Regions from separate parts of the Sus scrofa genome. Here region 1 is linked to region 2. The links are chromatin contacts, called in public HiChIP or PLAC-seq maps. All regions are on one chromosome and are shown on one strand. Each heading gives the region's core, a stretch centred on a gene start, on an enhancer-like site or on the middle of the called end of the contact. The rest is flanking DNA. Distances are from core to core; before and after follow the strand shown. Region 1 overlaps CDK14 (cyclin-dependent kinase 14). Region 2 overlaps CDK14 (cyclin-dependent kinase 14).

Region 1 (5,644 bases), core at 2,625-5,124, 190 kb after region 2:
CAAGGAATCATTGACTTGAACCAGACAATGTTGGATCCCAAACCATATAGTTCTTGAGAAGGTGGAGGAGGAAATGCAGAGGAGCGGTGTCTAGGCCTTAGGGATGCTCGTGGTTGGTGGGGCCAGGGGAGCTAAACCAGCAGAGAATCAGGACAATGACACAAAAGTAAGGGCAACAGCAGATAAGTGGAGGATAAGAAAGGAGAAAATCATCACTCCCTGGAGGGAAATTATAACCAGACTCAGGTCTGTTGAGCTGGTGGGTGAAAAATTATGAGGCTCATGCCCTTCCTTTCTGTGTTTCCCTCAGCGTGTGCCTCACCCTGAGCTCACTGTACTATGAGTGAGACATGGAAGCCTCGACACACAGCCTGCATCTGCATTTCATTAGGGAAGTTTAGACTCTCCATGGTTTTCCGAGGAGACTTATGATTCTCCTCAGAGGCTTGGGGGTGCTGGAGTGAAGGTGAGTGCAGCCTTAAGGTGGGCACGTCCCAGCCCCTCCACTCCTGGCTCTGCTTTCATTAAGATTTTCTATGTGAAATCAGTCTCACAGCTGAAAGAAAGGTTGGAAACCCCTGGGCTAACGGTATCTTAAGGTCCTCCCAGGTCCAGAGTTCTGTGAAAAAAACAGAAGTCAGTGTGGAAGCAAAATGATGAAAAGAGATCCAGTGAAAATGAAGGTGTTAGAGAAATAAAAATGGAGTGATTCACATATGGAGACATTAGATAGATAGTCTTATAAAGAAAGTTCTGTGCTAATAAGCTAATAGAAATTTTGGTAGCAAATTTCTTTAAGGTCGGCAGTTCCCATTATGGCGCAGCAGAAACGAATCTGACTAGTATCCGTGAGGATGCAGGTGTGATCCCTGGCTTCACTCAGTGGGTCGGGGATACAGTGTTTCTATGAGCTCTGGTAGTGCAGGTTGTAGACACAGCTTGGATCCTGAGTGGCCGAGGCTGTGGCTGTTACCAGCAGCTGCAGCTCCGATTCAACGCCTAGCCTGGGAACTTCCATATGCCTTAGGTGAGGCCCTAACAAGAAAACAAAACAAAACAAACTTCTTTAAGGTCATTTGTCTTGAGAAAAAAACAAGGACAGTGGAATACTCCAGGATAAAATAGCTAATCACATTACTTTTTGCAAAAAAAGCTGTTATTTGAAGATTAGCTGGCTGTTACCCAGAGATTTCAGTTGGTCCACATGGTAAAAATATATTACCAAAAATATATTACTTAAAGGTTCTTACATTTACTTTATAATGTTACAGACTTTCTATAAATGGGAGGACATTTTCATTCAATCATTCACTTCCTTGTTAAGTTATTCATTTTTCAACAAATATTTATTATGTGGTTACTATGGGCTAAATGCTCTTCCATGTTCTGGGGAGACAGCAGTGCACAAAACAAAGTCCCTGCTCTCTTGGAACCTGTTTTTCTTTGAGGAAAGATGAGCAGTGAGCCAATAAATATATAATGTGTCTCTTGAGTGCTGCATGAGAGATGCTACATTTCATATGTCGTTCTGGGGAGCTCTTTCTCAGAAGGATCATGACGCTTGTGCATTGAATGATGTTAGTCAAGGCACAGGACATGCAGATACCAGGGGTCAGAGCATTTAGGTGGAGAGAATAGCAGCTTGTTTGTGCTTGAAGATAAGTGTATTAAAATCATAGTTCTCCTGACGGCAGTGGCTCAGGTCACTGCAGAGGCATGGGTTCAATCCCTGGCCTGGCATAGTGGATTAAAGGATCTGCCGTTGCTGCAGTTGTGGCTTGGATTCAGTCCCTGGCCCAAGAACTTCCATATGCCATGGGTTCAACCATAAAATAAAAAATAAAAAAAAAGAAAGAAAAGTTTAAATCAGAGTTCTCAAGCCTGGATTTGATGAACTAAGGATCATTCTTCCTACTGAAGCAAGGGGATTTCTACTACTCTTGTTACTTTGACCAACAATATAGAACACATTTTCTTATAAGAGAAGTCCTTGATTCATGTGGAACATTAAATTCCTATATAGGTTAATATTTAGAGATCTGATTGAGCAAATCTGCAAGAGAGTTTGAAGTATACCGGTTGCGTGTTTCAAGTTGGAATTTTTTTGGAGCAAGAGATTTGGGCTTCCTGATTTAGTTCATCAGAAATGTTGGTGTAGATAAGAGAAGGTGGGAAATGTTTCTGTCTTGGAGAGAGTAGACCGTACTTTAGAGAAGAGAACAGAGTAGGAATATCTAGAGTTCAAAGAGAGACAGGGGGTGCTTTTTTAAAGTCAAAAAAGAAAGTAGAAGAATTTCAAGACGGAAAGCTTGATCAACTGCCCCAAATACTACAGTGAAGTCAGTGGAAGGTCGTGCTGAGAAACTTCTGAGAGAATAGTTCCAAAGGTGTTGGATATTTAAAGTCAGATTACAATGGGTTTAAAGAGTAAGTGTGTAGTAAAAAAAATGGAAACCCTGAGTATAGACAGCCTCCTTGAGAAGTGGCTGAGTAAAGAGGGTCAGATGTCACCTTAAAGGTGTTTTGTTTTGTTTTTCTTTTTCTCTTTTTAGGGCTACACATGTGGCATATGGAAGTTCCCAGGCTAGGGGTTGAATTGGAGCTGTAGCTCCCGGCCTACACCACAGCCACAGCAACCCAGGATCTGAGCTGCATCTGCGACCTACACCACAGCCCATGCCAACACCAGATCCTTAACCCACCTTGTAGGACCAGGGATCGAACCCATGTCCTCAAGGATACTAGTCGAGTTTGTTACTGCTGAGCCACAACAGGAACTCCTAAAGGTGTTTTTTTTTTAAGTTGAGATTTATAAATTTGATTGTGTGTCATAAATATTTTAAAAATAATGACCAGGATGTTTGTAAGGTAGAGGACACCAAAAATAAAAGAAAGCATGTTTGCTGGATTAGTAGACAAGAGGAAATGGGTGGAGGGGATGGTGCTTTGAAAATGTGGATGAAATGATTTTTCTGGAAGATGAGAAAGAAGAGAGGAAAGGAAGGAGAGGCAGATATAGATAAATGGTGCAGAGGAGAAAAAAAGGAATTCAAAGGTGTCCTGATGTGCATGATACTTAAATGAAAAGGACAGTGAGGCTGACAGAGTGAGCTGCATCTGTAGGGCGTTGGGGGCAGGTTGAAGGGAATGAGTAATACTTGCGCAGCAGGTGTAATACCAAGTGGTATTATGATACTTGATAGGACGAGAGAAGGCGGTGGTTCTCTGACCACATTTGCTAATCAGTTGTTGGTCTGAAACATATAATAGGAATAGAAGTGCTCTGTTTCCAATTTCTGTGATTTGTAATGGTTCCTTTCCTATTAACACAAGATTGCTTTTAGGCAAATCCACCCTAGCAGTAAATGTTTCCCTATTGTAGTAGTTTTTGCCAAAGACTTTTCTGGAGGCAGTGGTTCACATCTGTGGTCTAACAGTCTTAAATGTTTTGAAAATGTTTTAATATAATATAGCCCTCTTTTATGTTACCATTTTATTTATACATGACTTTATTGTCAGTATGTGATTACTTCCTGGCTGTTGAAGTTATCTCATGTTATGTAACCATCGCAAAACTCTGGGTGAAGTCCACGGCAGTCGTATTTTATAATTATCAGTCATGGTTTCGGGGTAATACATTCAGTAAAGAGTGGGCCGAGCAGTTCTGGACTTACAGGTCTCTCATATGGTTTCAGAAATATGGCTGTAGACAGATAGTGGCTGGAGCAGAAACCATCAGAAGCTGGAGCAGTTGGGGAACCAGCCACATACCCCTCCCTTCATCAACTTGAGGCCCTATGTGGGTTCTCTCCATGTGGGCTCGTTTGAGCTTCCTCATGGGATGGTGGTTGGTTTCCAAGAGTGGGTGAGTTAAGAGGAAAGAGAAACTCCCTGGTTCCTCTTAACTTAGCTTCAGAAGTGGCTCTGTCAGTCACAGCAGTTACAAACCCTCACCCAGAGTCAAGGAGAGGGGACACAGACCCCAGTTCTAGATGGAAAGAGTGTCAAGAATGCCAGAGTCTAGAGTTGCCCTTGTGGCTCAGTGGGTTAGGAACCCGACTGGTATTCAGGAGGAGGTGGGTTCGATTCCTGGCCTCTCTCGGTGGATTAAGGATCCAGTGTTCCCATGAGCGGTGGTGTAGGTCACAGACATAGCTTGGATCCCACAGTGCTGTGGCTGTGATGTAGGCCTGTAGCTGCAGCTCCAATTCGATCCCTAGCAAGGGAACTTCCATATGCCGCAGGTGTGGCTCTAAAAAGAAAGAAAAAAAAATTGTCCTGAAGCAATGAGTGTGGTCATTAAAAAAAAAAAAAAAAAAGAATCCTGGAGCCATGTTTTAAAACTGCCACATTGATTGTGTAAATTTCCATTAAGGCATATCACCATTTGGATCTGATAACAGCTTGGTAGGAAAAAAATAATCTAGGAAACAATTTTACCAAGCTTCTAAAATTGTTGTTGTTTATCCCATCTCCTTATAGCCATTGCAGTACTGCTTCCCACGATGAATATGAAAGTGTGAATTGTCACAGAGTGTTATTTCATAGGTCATGAGGTCCCTTGTTTGTTCACTCTCCTTTTCTTCCTTTTTTGACTAGCAAGTTCACAGATGCGTCAGACTAAAGAAAATGGTCACATACTGCCATAGTGTGACACATCTGCGGTGTAGGGAGGAGGTGATGACGCTTCTTAGCAAATTCTCAGAATGTTATCCATAAAACAGATTTTCTTTTTTGCCCACACCCTCTGCATGCAGAAGTTCCAGGGCCAGGGATTGAACCCGTGCCGCAGCTATAGCCAGAGCCACTGCAATGACAAAACTGGATCCTTAACCCGCTGAGCCACCAGGGAATTCCCAAAGTAGATTTCTCTAACTCAAATTCTGCCTGAATTTTTTTTTTCCATTTAGAACATCTTTAATTCCTCAGAACATCACACTTTACCTCCTGTGATGGTTCCAGTGATGCCCAGTGATGGTTCCTGGTATTTATTCCCATGTATAACCCCCTTTCCCTGAGTGTGGGCTGGACCTACAGATTTGCTTCTCGTGAATAGATTGTGACAAGGAATTGGAATGTGACTTCTGAGACCATGTTACCGAAAGAAAGAAGTAGAAATCTCTTACTGTATCCCTGGCTGGCTCTGAGGGAAGCCAGCTGTCATGTTGTAAGCTGCTCTGTGGAGGGTCCCTTTTTTTCCCCCAACTCAATGGATTGTATTACATTTATAGTTGTACAACCATTGTCACAACCCATGTTTTTACAAAATTTCCATCCCAAACCCCCCGCCACCCTTCCCCACATGAAACCTGTCTCCTTTAGTAACCATAAGTTTTTCGAAGTCTGTGAGTTAGTTTCTGTTCTGCAAAGAAGTTTCATTGCATCCTTTTTTCAGATTCCACATATAAGTGAATATGACATTTGTGTCTCACTGTCTGACTAACTTCACTTAGCATAAGGTGGACAGTCCCTTGAGTCAAGTGGCTGACATTTCTAGGCAGCAGCCAGTAAGGACCAGAGGCTTGGCAACAGCAATGGCAGTGACCTTGGAAGTGGATCCCCCAAGTTGAACTTTTATATGTGAGGCCACAACCATAGCTAACACTTCAAATGTTACCTGGTGAGAGACTTGGAGCTAGAGGCA
Region 2 (5,834 bases), core at 1,511-4,010:
CTTTTATTTCTGTTGCTTTTGGAGACTGATTAAATCTTTAATTATCAACTAATGCTGTTATTTATTGTTAAATCTAGAAAATCTTTATTCCTCTTTATTCCAACTTCTCTAAACTATGTTGCTTTTATCTGAAATAAGACTTATTTTGTTGAACATAACCTCCTATTTTCAGAGATCTTAAAATTGATGACTGGAGAAAGATAAACATGTTATCAGTGGAATTATAGTATCTAATTACAAATGTCTATAGAGGGGAAAGAGTAGGAGGGAAGCTGTTTTTAAGTCAAAGAGCCTTTAAACTGATGATGAAAGAGGTGACACCAGAGTTATGTTCTAGTGACAGTCAGAAAGGAAGATTTTGAGGGTCTCTTGTTGGTCTTACCCAGCCTGTCCTGTCATTGCAAGAAACATGGACCACATTCTACATCAGAACTTATTAAAAAAAAAAAAATTCGTTCCTATTCTGTTGTCAGAAATTGTCTTCTAGTTAACAATGTTGACATCAGTGATGTTAGAGGCTTCATTATTCCAGGAAAACAGAGGACAAGGAGTAGGAGCAGCCTCTATGTGCTGAACTGACCTGCCCTAACCACTTTGAAGAAGGAAAAAGATATCCTCTAAGGTTGCGCTGAAGAACCGTTAAAGCCATGTATCATTGCTGTCAGTTTTTGACAAATAGCTTTAATCACAACACGCTGTTTGTTCAGTGAGATAAAATAACCCAGCAGAAGCAAAAAATCATGGTATAACTTAGGCATGCCATAAACTGATTGCAAATGGTAACCGATAGGTTGATCTAGTGTGACTCCATAGTGGAGAAGCAGCCAGAGAAGCTGTATCTTAGAGAAAGGAATATTCCTTGCCCTTCTCAAGCCTGAGTTCTCCCAACCCTCTCCAGCTCTGCTTTGGCCGTCTTTTAAGATCTTGTTAAAATCCTGTCTCTTCCCCGAAACCTTTTTGGCTTTTACAAAAATAATCACTTTCCTTTTGTGCTCTTTGTGCTTGCTTGTTTCGTTGTTGTTTGCTTTATGTAGTTATCTTTTAGCACTTACTACATTATACTTTATGGTGTGGTCAGTTGTGTTCAGCTGTAAACCATTGACAAACTCTGGGCCCTTTATATTCTGAGGGTTGTGGTATGAAGCCAGCATTGACTAGTCATGGCCCAGCTCTTTCCCTGCTTCCACCAAAATGCAACTAACCAAGAGTCCAGGTAGTGTTTCAGTGGAATTTAACAGTAATAAAAAGGGCCAAGTAGTTTTTTAATTAGAAAAGAAAGACATCTCTGGTGTGGCCATGGAAGAGATAAAATGTCAGCTGAGCTTAAATGATAGCACCTCAGTTGGTTCGGGCTGCTGTTAACAAAATAGAGAAACTTGTAAACAGCGGAATTTAGTGCTCACATTTCTGGAGGCTGGGAATCCAAGATCGGGCTGGCAGGGTAGTTGAGTGAAGACCTTCTTCCAGATTGAAGACTTCTCATTGTATCCTCATGTGGTGGCATTGGCTAGAGAGCTCTGTGGGATCTCTCTCTCTCTCTTTTTTTTTTTGGCCTTTTTGCCATTTCTAGGGCTGCTCTCATCTCTCATGGCATATGGAGGTTCCCAGGCTAGGGGTTGAATTGGAGCTGTAGTCACAGCAACGCGGGATCTGAGCCACACCTGCTACCTACACCACAGCTCACGGCAATGCCGGATCCTTAACCCACTGAGCAAGGCCAGGGATCAAACCCGCAACCTCATGGTTCCTAGTCGGATTCGTTAACCACTGAGCCACAACAGGAACTCCAGGATCTCTTTTTTTAAAGAGCATTAATTCCATTCATGAGGGCAGCACCCTCATGACCTAATCACCTCCCAAAGGCCCCACCTACTAGTACCATCCCCTTTGGGGATTAAGATCACAACATGAATTTCTTGAGGGTGAAGGAAACACAAACATTCAGAACAGAGTAGATAGGTAGGCTTCATATAAAGAGAAATGAACAGAGAAAGGCACACCTGCTAGGATGGGTGGCTAAGGTGGGAAATATCCCCTTTTCCCCCCTTTCTCAACATTACCATTTTGACCTCCATTTAGGAAATTAAGTCTCTTCACAGTGGGGTATGTGGATGGTTCTTAAATGTTTTCTGGTGAAAACTCTAGCTGTTCTTGTGTTCACTGATAATCTACTAAAAGATAATTTCAGTATTGTCCTGGACAAAGTCTTAGTTCCTAGGACTTCTATTTTGTTTCAAAAGAAAATTTTTTTGTTACTCCATTATGTTACTCTGTGGTTCTTTGTTGACCCTGGGTCATTAATATGGCCTGGGCTTCTGGGGTACGTAGGAAGAAACCAAGAGAACCATGTAAGAGAATGCCAGGAAGCCGGAGAAAGGGGAGATAGAACAAGACACTGAAAAGGAAGAATGTGTCCAGCTGAGGGGGATCAATGAGGAACTAAGAACGATTTGAATGTCTTAATAAGCAAGAGTGAGTTTGAAGTTGATAGAACCATTTATGGAAACAGAAAGTCAGAGTTGGCCATGGTTTTTTGGCCAGGGGGATTGTATCAATGTTACATATGCTGAATGTGAGATGATAGCCATTTTTCCAGTAGAATTCACCAAATCATAGGATTTTAAAGCTGAGAAGAACTTTACTGAGTATGTCATCTGGTTCCTTCATTTTACAAAAGAACAAAACTGTGTCCTAGAGAGTTCAGTAGGTAGTTTGAACTACCAAGATGAGAGTTAGGCCTGGAGTGCATGTCCTGTTGAGTCATCACTGAGAGTTGGCATTGAATCACATCTTGAAAATGCAGCTCTCACCACAGATTATAACTGATCTTGGAGGGACATGCCAAAAAGATAACGTCATTTCAGTGTTTCTCTATTTCTCATTTTCTTTTGACATTTTGGAATGTGGTGGAACTCTTCACAAGACCCATCAAATAATTCCTATTGTAATTTTTCAAAAAAGAAAATTCATACCATATGTGGAGAAAAAATGTACCCTATAGTTTACTGTGGAAACAGTTTCCAAGTAAAAAGTGAAGGGAAATTTTAGTGTAGGTTGTTGATATTTTTTGGACACATGCCATCTCAGTCAAGTTCCTGCGTATACTCATAAGAATTGGGTTGATAATAGCACTTTTTGAAGGCTCTAACAGTTTGAACAGGGCCCAAGAAAAAGAATTAAAGGAAGTAATCAAGAACTTGGCAGTGGTTCTCTCATCCGTGAACTGATATGTCTTCCTTCTGTTTTAAAGTTTAAGGCTAGTGTGGGCAAGAACCAGCAGCAGGGGTCAGTTTTAATGATAACAACTTGGTTTCACAGAAGAACCTACAATTATAAAATCTTCCTGATGAAGACCAGGACTAATTTTTCTGTTGGGGCTTTTTTTTTTTTTGGAAATTTGAAGCAGTTTCCATGATAAGCAGTGAATTGGTTGGGGTTGTTTATTTAAGATGACCTGGGTGGTATTTTAAAAAGCCTAAATGTGTAATAGGCATTTAATAAATAGTTTTTTTTATTACATTGCTTTCTAAAGGCCTTTAATTGTATTTAAAACATTGAGAGCCTGTGGGAAACAGCTAAATGTTTCTCCTTTCTCAGAGACTTCCAGGGTTGATTTGGATCTGGAATCGGTCCTTCTCTTTGCCCCTGTTACGTTAATACGTTTGGAATAGTCCAGATGGTTGATGGTGTTATAGGGATAATAACTCCCACTATATACCCATTCTAACCAGCAGGTTGAAAACCCACGGAATTGATTACCAGGTAGATTCAAATCCAAGTCCATCTGACTCTACAATACATCCTGCAACACTAGGATGTACCACTTCCTAGAGGCAGGATCACAGAGATTAAGACTTAACCTTAAGTGGTTTGTACTTGATGGGCCCTGAGCCACACAAATCAGTACCCCAATTCCTGCTCAAATTTCCTTTCTTAGCCTAACCCTTGCAGTCCTCTCTAACAGAATCATGAGTGTGTTAGAAAACTGGCCTAGAAGGATTCACCCATGACCAGTTAACTGCTGGAAACATAGATTAACCAATACTAGACATCCTGCTAATTTTAAGGTGATTAATATTGCAGAACTTTTTGATACTGTACACAGTGGAATAATTCATGTGAAAGAAAATACTTTTAATGTGTTGCTCTATCGGGGAGCTAAATGAAACTGAAAATGGAAAAACAGGAAAACAGCTGCTTATCATACAATTTTGTTTTCAAATGCATACTTGAAAGTTTTCAGAATCGGAGATCTCTGGTAGCTCAGCTACAGCTTGAAAAACTATATTTCCAGATACTTCTTAAATTTCCAGAAGATTTTTACCTCAGTGGTAGATTATTGAACATATCGACAAGCCTGTGCTGTTATAATTTCAGATTTACCTAAACCATTAAAGTCATAAAAATATGAGCAAATTAGGGATAATAAACTTGGTTTGTTAAGACTGTTTTCTGTCAACTTTGAATTTTATGCGTGAGATGGAAAAATTCCTGGTATTAACCTGCAGAGTTTAACAGGAATTCTTGCCTTACTTCTTTAAGTAAAACTTTTATCAATCTATAATGTTTTGGGTAAAGAAAAATCTTAAAAGCCCCAAGCGCAAATGGTCAATAATTTTTCGTGTGTATAGATGCACATAATTTGTTACCCCAGTTCTTCATTTGCTGCTGTGTTATTATACATATTGCTATAGTTGGAGCAAAAATAGGACTAGAAAAATATATGAGTATATTATTTTAGTGATTTGATAAACCTGTGTATTGCTTTGGGGCTTCATAAAGCATCTAGGCAAATCCTTAAGTATGGTGATGTATTGCCTTGGTCTCTGCCTGGAGTAGTTAGTGGAAGCTTTATGTGTCATTGGAGGCCTTTTGCATTTCAGAGATGTAGTATAGTGTGAAAGCAAATCTGAGAGGACAGTCAAGAGCCGAGATTTTCGAACCTACAGACCTTTCTTATGAAGAATGTTTATTTTTCTTTGTTTACGAGAAAGTAACTGAAATGACTTATTATGCACACGTGACCCAGAGGATATCTCAGAAGCTTTTCTCAGTGCTGATACTTCCAAGATACAGCCCTTTCTGTATATATGCACATGAATATACACATTGACACATCCCTGTGAATTAAAAGCCTGTTTTAGATAACTCATGTTTAATAAGGGCAGTTCATGGTTTTCTTTTCTCTGGTGAGTGTGATTTAAAACATTTTTTTTTTTTCATAGACATAAACATATAGGGAACTGTCTTCCTTTGAATTGCTGTGGGCCCTCTGAGTTCATAGAATCACTCTAAGCAATTTGTATCCTTTAGAGAAAGAGAAGACATTTCTTCAAGATTTTTAAATGGTCATTTAAAATGCATATATTAATGTAGAAAACCAGTCTTTTGAGAGTTTCCAGATTTTTGAAGACTGTTAACTTTTCTCTAGTTGGGAGAAGAAGATTTCTTTATTTTTTTTTAAATTTATTTATTTTTTTTTTTGTCTTTTTGCTTTTTCTAGGGCTGCTCCTGAGGCATATGGAGGTGCCCAGGCTAGGGGTCTAATCGGAGCTGTAGCCACCAGCCTACACCAGAGCCACAGCAACACGGGATCCGAGCCACATCTGCTACCTACACCACAGCTCACGGCAATACCGGATCCTTAACCCACTGAGCAAGGGCAGGGACCGAACCCGCAACCTCATGGTTCCTAGTCAGATTCGTTAACCGCTGAGTCACAACGGGAACTCCAAGGAGAGAGAAGAAGATTTCTAATGCTGAACATTTGCCCTTTCTCTTGAGAAAGAGTGAGATCCCCCCCGCCTTGGAAACAATTTTGGTAAAAGAATTAT

Evidence for each region. HiChIP or PLAC-seq counts read pairs in DNA pulled down with a chosen protein or histone mark.
Region 1: a contact with region 2 is called in an H3K27ac HiChIP or PLAC-seq map of alveolar macrophages. The contact joins two enhancer-like sites. A contact is called at or near these places in 1 of 47 Hi-C or Micro-C datasets (embryonic fibroblasts) and 1 of 2 datasets of contacts at active chromatin or transcription factors (alveolar macrophages).

Annotation. Positions count from the first base shown.
Region 1 is chr9:71,081,252-71,086,895 of Sscrofa11.1, forward strand. All of the region lies in intron 10 of CDK14 (cyclin-dependent kinase 14), which reads left to right. Among named protein-coding and RNA genes, the nearest start is that of FZD1, 260 kb to the right of the region's middle. Within about 2 kb of position 3,875, at least 1 of the 83 cell types and tissues checked has an H3K27ac peak or open chromatin away from gene starts, as enhancers often do. A contact at or near this core is called in alveolar macrophages, where this site is marked.
Region 2 is chr9:70,896,086-70,901,919 of Sscrofa11.1, forward strand. The region is part of intron 5 of CDK14 (cyclin-dependent kinase 14); the gene reads left to right. Among named protein-coding and RNA genes, the nearest start is that of CDK14, 220 kb to the left of the region's middle. Within about 2 kb of position 2,761, at least 20 of the 83 cell types and tissues checked have an H3K27ac peak or open chromatin away from gene starts, as enhancers often do. A contact at or near this core is called in alveolar macrophages, where this site is marked.